Regions from separate parts of the Mus musculus genome. Here region 1 is linked to region 2. A link is a contact called in public promoter capture Hi-C data. All regions are on one chromosome and are shown on one strand. The core of a region is the stretch at or near the end of the contact, and the rest is flanking DNA. Distances in the headings are between cores, read along the strand shown. Region 1 holds the start of Mertk (MER proto-oncogene tyrosine kinase). Region 2 holds the start of Prom2 (prominin 2).

Evidence for each region. Promoter capture Hi-C pulls out the DNA fragments that hold promoters and counts their contacts.
Region 1: a contact with region 2 is called in a promoter capture Hi-C map of embryonic stem cells, with 5 times the contacts expected there. The contact joins the promoter of Mertk here to the promoter of Prom2 in region 2. A contact is called at or near these places in 2 of 39 promoter capture datasets (embryonic stem cells and hippocampal neurons).

The regions. Positions count from the first base shown.
Region 1 is chr2:128,697,649-128,701,088 of GRCm38.p6, forward strand. Mertk (MER proto-oncogene tyrosine kinase) reads left to right here and starts at 1,267. Exons shown (of 19, transcript NM_008587.2): 1 at 1,267-1,455. The coding sequence starts at 1,398. Gm39931 (a long non-coding RNA gene) reads right to left here and starts at 854. Exons shown (of 5, transcript XR_001783466.2): 1 at 766-854; 2 at 167-268.
Region 2 is chr2:127,539,596-127,542,863 of GRCm38.p6, forward strand. It overlaps Prom2 (prominin 2), which reads right to left and starts at 1,822. Exons shown (of 24, transcript NM_138750.2): 1 at 1,482-1,822; 2 at 917-966; 3 at 401-603; 4 at 182-302. The coding sequence starts at 1,725.

The DNA of each region.
Region 1 (3,440 bases), core at 17-2,516, 1.2 Mb after region 2:
GCTACTTGGGAATTTATTTCAGCTTACAGTTGAAATGCATCATGAAGGAAAGTCAGAACAGGAATTCGAGGCAGGAACCTGGAGGCCAGAACTTAAGCACAAACCATAGAGGAACTGCTTACTGGCTTGCTCAGCTTGCTTTCTTATGCATCCCTGAATGACCTACCCGGGAATGGCACCATCCACAGTAAACTGGGCTCTTTCACATCAAGCACCAATCAAGGGTCTGTTTAATCCAGCGCTTCTGGTTTGATGTCCTCCTGCAGGGCTAGAGATGCAAGGAGCTTATTGTATCACAGTGCGTATGGGTCTGTCCTCAGTTTCAGTAATAAATACTTTAAATTTATCAGGGTGGTTTACTCTGGGCTCTAATGTGATCTTATCTCCAAAGAAAAACAAATCATTCTATTTCCTTTAAGAAAGCCTCATACGCCTTCCGTTTCTTTGAGATTCACAATCTGATGCCGTGGTTTGGGCCTCCCACCCTTTCCTGTAACAGCACTTTCTTCCATCCCTGTTTCAAACTCTTTCCTTACAGGATTCGGCTTAGTTCTCCCCGAGCTAACCTCTGGGGTGGAGGTTGCAAGATCTTGACGCCAGGGTCCGCTCTTGCACTCCGTTTCAGTAGCCAGGGGGAGGACCTGGCAAGCAGGGTGTGCTGCCACGGCGGCCACAGCCTCTGGAATGCAGCTGCTAGGACCTCTTATGCCAGTAGAGCCTGAACTGCAGAATCGCTGCCCCTCCAAAGCAGCTGGACCCACTAACCTTTAAAGGTCTTGGAGTTGCATCCGTCGCTCTCCACTAAATTCGGCCTCTACCCTTTCCAATCCCTTCTACCTACCCATACAGAGTGAGATTCCTCTGATGTAACCAAGTAGCCAGAGATCATCCTCCCGATTATTTTCTTTCTTAGCCCCCTCCCCTTCCTCTCCGTCTCTCGGTCCTTTTAGCTCAAGATGGTGGCCCTCCTTAGCTCTGTTCCATCTCCTCCAGCACCTCCCTTCCAGATTTCCTACACACTCAAGCCAGGGGTTAACCTGCTGGAGTTGACCCAAGTTCCATTCTGCCCCGCCCCTCCACCCTCCCTAGGGCTTGTCCTTGGATCCTCCCCTTCCCGCCCCCTCCTCCAGTTCCATCCTTCTTTGCTCTCTTTGCCCTTCCCCCTTCCCGCCCCTGTCCACTCCAACCTGCTGGCCCCTCCCGGGCCTGAGCCCTGGGCCCGCCTCTTCTAACTTAGGACTCCTGCGATCCCCAACTCCGCACTGCCACTCTGGCGCCTGCTGCCCGGGCGGCCGGGACTGAGGCGCTTCGCACGCGCCCTCGGCGACTGGCGAGTTTGGGACGTTGGTGGATACGTGCATCTGTCCGGAGAGAACTGCCAGATCCGCGGCCCCGCGATGGTTCTGGCCCCACTGCTACTGGGGCTGCTGCTGCTACCCGCGCTCTGGAGTGGAGGTGAGTGCAGGTTGCAGGGTCTCCGGGAGCTGCTACTCATTCCAGCGAGCCGTAGAGGGTTATGGGGGCTCCCTAGCCGGGTCTTGGGGTGCACGTCTTAGTAGAACCGATGGGAACCGAGAGCTTCCCATTACCACAGAGAAAGACCTCAAGCCCGGTTGGGCGCTCTGGGAGCAGCGAAGTTTGAGCCTTTAAGAAATGCAACTCAGGTCTGGCGTGGCATGCACCAAGAACTTTACCCTCAACACTGTCTAGCCTTGCCGAGCTTTGGCGGGGTTTCTGCGAATCATAGACCGAGGATTCCAAGGTAATTCCACGCCGTGAACCAATAAGTAGCTGCAAAAGTTGGATGTCACCGTTAGCGCGTGGCGTTGCTTGGAGGCTAGGTGTCCCGCCAGGGAAAGACTAGTTCTGGCTTCTCCCCTGGGCTCTGCTGAACATTGTGTTAGCCCTCCTTTGTAGGGACAGCCTGTCTGTGAGTGTAAGAAGCCTGCAAAAAGCCGAGGGGGACGATACGGTCCTTTCACTATTATTACTGTGGAGCGGAATCTTTTTTGTTTGGGTAGCACAAACAAGTGCTCAGACCACAAGTGCTCTCACAAGCGGTTCAATTTGACATGCTGGATTGATTAGCGCAAACAAGTATGGCAGGTTCCTCCAACAGATGACACTGAGGCACTTTGTAAAGAAGCTGCTGGGGGGAAAACAAAACAAGGTTTTTCCAAAAAGAAATAGACGCAGGAGGGGTTGGAAGACTACTATAAGCAAGCACATTTCAGGTATTGTTCCTTCAGGTATTGCTCCTGCCCTAAAAGATCTGTTTCTATTCGGAGTGTAATTTTGTCTCTTTGATCTTGAATCTGGTAGACTAAAGTTTGTCTTTTAAGGAAAGTTTGGTTTATGGTTTAGCTACAAACCTCATTTTTCCTCTCAAAGTTCATTTGCTCAAATGAGCTTTTTTTTCTTTTCTTTCCTTTTCTTTTCTTTTTCTTTTTTAAACAATTCTTTCCTTGCACATTAAATTACATAAGCAATTTGTAGTTTGAGGCAACGTGACAATTTGCAACAAACATCAACAGCCAAAAAACGAGCTAAGAACTGAGACCACTCTATTCTCCATTACTAAACCCTCAAAAGTTCCTCAGCCTTTCTGCCAGGACTGTTCTTAATAATCCGCTGAAAGTCGGGTATACTTTTGCTACTAGCCCTAGCAGGCCACGCGTCATTTTGGAGGCTGTGACTGTCATAAGCATGGGAAGAGTGATAGGAACCAAAGCTTTTGTTTGATATTTTTAAATCTATGCTTTATTTTCTTTTTGTTTTTGTTTGTTTGTTTGTTTGTTTGTTTTCGAGACAGGGCTTCTCCGTGTAGCCCTGGCTGTCCTGGAACTCACTCTGTAGACCAGCCTGGCCTTGAACTCAGAAATCCGCCTGCTTCTGCCTCCCAAGTGCTGGGATTAAAGGTGAGCGAGTGCCACCACTGCCCTGCTATGCTTTATTTTCTAAGTTTTGAAAACGTGTGATGAAGTTCTGTAGCTGACAGACATAGACAACCGTAGAAAGGCTTAAAATGCACGCTGAGAAAGAATGAAAGTTTCTCAATTTTTTTCTACCTGAATTGGAGCTGCTGAGAACGTGTTTCAGGAGTCCCAGTCTTTCCTCTCTGCTTGGCCCCTGATTTGGACCACGGTGTGGGGGGAGGAGGGAAAGGGGGCGACCGAGCTGTATAAGGGGCACACAGTGTCCCTAGGGAGGGTCAGATAGGGAAAGAGGATGAAGGAGAAGTTTGAAAGTGCATAAAAATGAAGCCAGTCTGGTGACTTCATCTGTGACTAAGATGTGTGAACCCTGAGAACAAACCCGGCTTTTAAAATGGTCGATTTTTTTAATTTTTGGTTTTTGGTTTTTCGAGACAGGGTTTCTCTGTGCAGCCCTGGCTGTCCTGGAACTCACTCTGTAGACCAGCCTGGCCTCGAATTCAGAAA
Region 2 (3,268 bases), core at 572-3,071:
CACAGGGGCATTAGCCATCTTCCCTGTCCTTCAGCAGCCCCGTCTTACAGTTAGGTATTTCAGGGACTTTCCATCAGGGGGCAGTCAAGTGCACGTGGGAAGGGACACCCTCTCTGCTTTGCAGGTTCTGAGGCTTAAGGCTGGGTACTCAGACACAGGTGAGGGCTTGGATAGTACTCACTTCAGGGACATCAGAGACCAGGCCTCTTAGGCTGAGCAGGGTCTCAGGGACAGCTTTCACACTGGGCCCCGTCTGACTATGTGTGTGTTGGTTTGTAGCAAAAGCACAGACCATACCAATCCTGTGGGGAGGGAGGCAAAGGAGAAAAGGGTTTGCAGTGTGCCCAGGAGCCCGGGTGCCACCATCCAGCCCTCCCTCCTGACCTAGGGAGCCTCTCACAGAAGCACGAGGGTGGTCAGCAGCAGGAAGATCATGAGGGTACCACGTTCACAGGCCATGGCCTTGTGCTCCGTCTTCACTCTGCCCCCACAGCGCTGGCGGCAGCGACAGCAACAGAAGCAGAGCCCAGTGATGGGCACCAATAGGAGGTAGAGGCCAGCAATCACAGCACACACCACGTAGCCTGCCTCATATCGAACCACCTGGGCAAGGCAGCAAGGCATGAGGGGGCTCACCCTGCCTTGCCCCTGTCCCAGTGGAAGTCAGAAGTGGAGAGAATGCTTGTATGCCTCCTCTCCCACATGGAACACACAAGGTGATGGCACCCTTACCATTGCACAGATGAGGCAACTTAGGTCTAAAGACACTGGGGATCACTGCCCACCCCGCCTTGAGGGGAAAGGATGCCTAAGACCCCACTCTGGCAAACACTCCTCAAGGTGGGCAGAACTGAGCAGGCGCATGCCTTCTGCTCACCCTTAACTCCCTCCCCAGCACCTGTAACTCTCTCCTCACCTCATCTGTCTTCACAGAAGATGGGTCATTCAGCAGGGTCTTTATCAACTCTGAGGAAAGGAAGCAAGCTGAGGGTTGGGGGACAGCCACTGCCTTGCCCCTGTGTCTAACCTCTCCCCACTGCCAAGCTAAGGGAGGTTCTTAGAGAAGGCAGTGTCATGTGGCCGTGACATCTTGCCAGGCCTCATCGTGCTGCAGGAGAGGCAGCTGGTAGAAGGCCTCAAGCAGACCTTTCCGTACTCTTCTAGTAGGTCCTGCAGCTGGCCTGGTAGTCCTTGCCCTCCTCCTGCCTCTTCTGGCCCTCCTGAACCCTGACACCATGGCGCTGGGACAATGTGCCAGACTTAACATAATGGACGCGCACCTAGAGGGGAAAAGGGGCTGGCCCAAGGTCAAACAAGAGGGCTGGCTAGCTGCTTCTCGAATCTAATAACGTGTGGAAGAAAAAAAGGCTGTGTAGTACCAGAAACCTCACCCTGCCTGTAGACAGGATGTGCACAGAGGCTAGTTGGGGACCCAGTGCCCGCAGACGTCCACTGGGGGGTGGGGTGGGGCGGGCACTCACCTGCCGGGAAGGGGTTAAGTTGAACCACGGAGAGGAATCGTCGCACGGTGCCATAGAGGGAGTTCAGGGGCCCCGACGCGCGAACAAGAGGGGCCAGCTCTCGTGTCCTGGGCACCCGAGCGAATGCCAGGTGCTCCACGCGCCCGAGGGACCCGCAGTCGTCTGTCACAGCTTCGGGCAGGCTCAGGGCCAGTCCCAGGCTCAGGCCCAGCAGGGGCACCATGAGGCCGGGTGAGCGCGTCATGAGTTCGGGCGGGTGGGCGGCACAGGTTCAGGCAGCGGACAGTGCGGACCAGCACGGGGCAGGCCGTGCATCCTTCTGTAGCCTTCTTCCCTCCGTCCCTGTGGCTCTACAAACCGGCCCGACAGGTTTGGGCTCCGGAGCTACCAGGTCGCCCGCCCGGAGCGTAGGAAGGGCAGGGGCGGAGGCCAGATAGGGGGCAGGGCCCGGCCCAGCCGCCCTTGGCTTTCTCAGTGAAGTCTGTGCCTCTCTCCCTCCTAACATGCTGGGCAAGGGCAGTCCGGAGTCCGTCCAGGAGTACCTCAGAGTCTCTGGATTATCTAGGATGGTCCAATTTCAAATAGAATTTTCCACACTCAGTCCCAGCAGCCCAACCTGAGGGCTGGTTAAACATGACCACCTAGTGAAACCCTGGCCCACTGACTTGGTCCTAAGACCAGACCCACAATGCCCAGAGGAAGCAGAGAGAGGAACTAGCCAGGCTCTCTCTGTTTCCTCTGGGCACTGTTTTGCTCCCAGGAGTGACCTCTGGCAGGCCAATCTGGAGCAGGTACTGTCCTTAGGGAGAGCAGAGGGTTGCCCTCTGCCCAAGCCATGCCCATCTGGTCACCAATGGCAAGAACCTGATACCAGTTATGCCCAGAGATGTGTCTCCAAAGGTGTGTGATTTTGAAGGACTGAATACACAGGAGCCTGTAACTGAGCAGGCGATGAGAAACACTCCTGATGGATGGAGGATATTCCTAGCAGCGTTATTCATGGCACCAGAAACAAACTGGTCCAAGAGACATCCCCCAGAGCACAACGGGCAGTCATCAAAATGAACTGAAAATATCCCTGTGACCTGGATAGATCCTCATGCATTAATAAGCACAAACAGTTATCACAGAGCAGTCTGTGACATGAAGACACACAACAGTGATCTTCTCCAGTAGAATCATGGGATATATATGTGTGTGTGTTTACTCCATATATTATATATAATAGATAACAGTATGCAAAAATATATTTAACTGATTTTGAAAATTACTCTCTCTGTATGAGTGCAGAGTGGCATGGTGTGAGTATGGAGGTCAGGGGACAGCTTTAATAAGCCACCTCACTGAGAGGCAAGGCTTTTTGTAGTTTCTGCGTAGTTAAGCTCTCTGAGCTTCTGGGTAGCTCTGTCTCAACCTCCCATCTTGACTCTTGCCGCCACATCTGCCTTTAAAGCCAAGTGTTTTATTCTGTGTATTTATTTACTTTGAGCGTTTGTTTACATGTGTGGGCATGTGGTGGTTAAAGGACAACTTGCAGGAGTCCTGGGGACGAAACTCAGGCCATCGGGGTTGGCACCAGCACCTTTACCCTCCCAGCCACCCCAGTGGCCATATCTGGCCTTTAAAAAGTAGATTCCTAAGTCAGGTTGTCAGGACTGTGCAGCAAACGCCTGTACCAGTGGAGCACCAGGGTCTTTTGCTCAACTGTGCATCTTCGATTCTGTGACTGAAACATAGGTCACCTGGCAGGTAAAGAAGTAACAGAAGGGGGTGGGGATGTAGTTTGG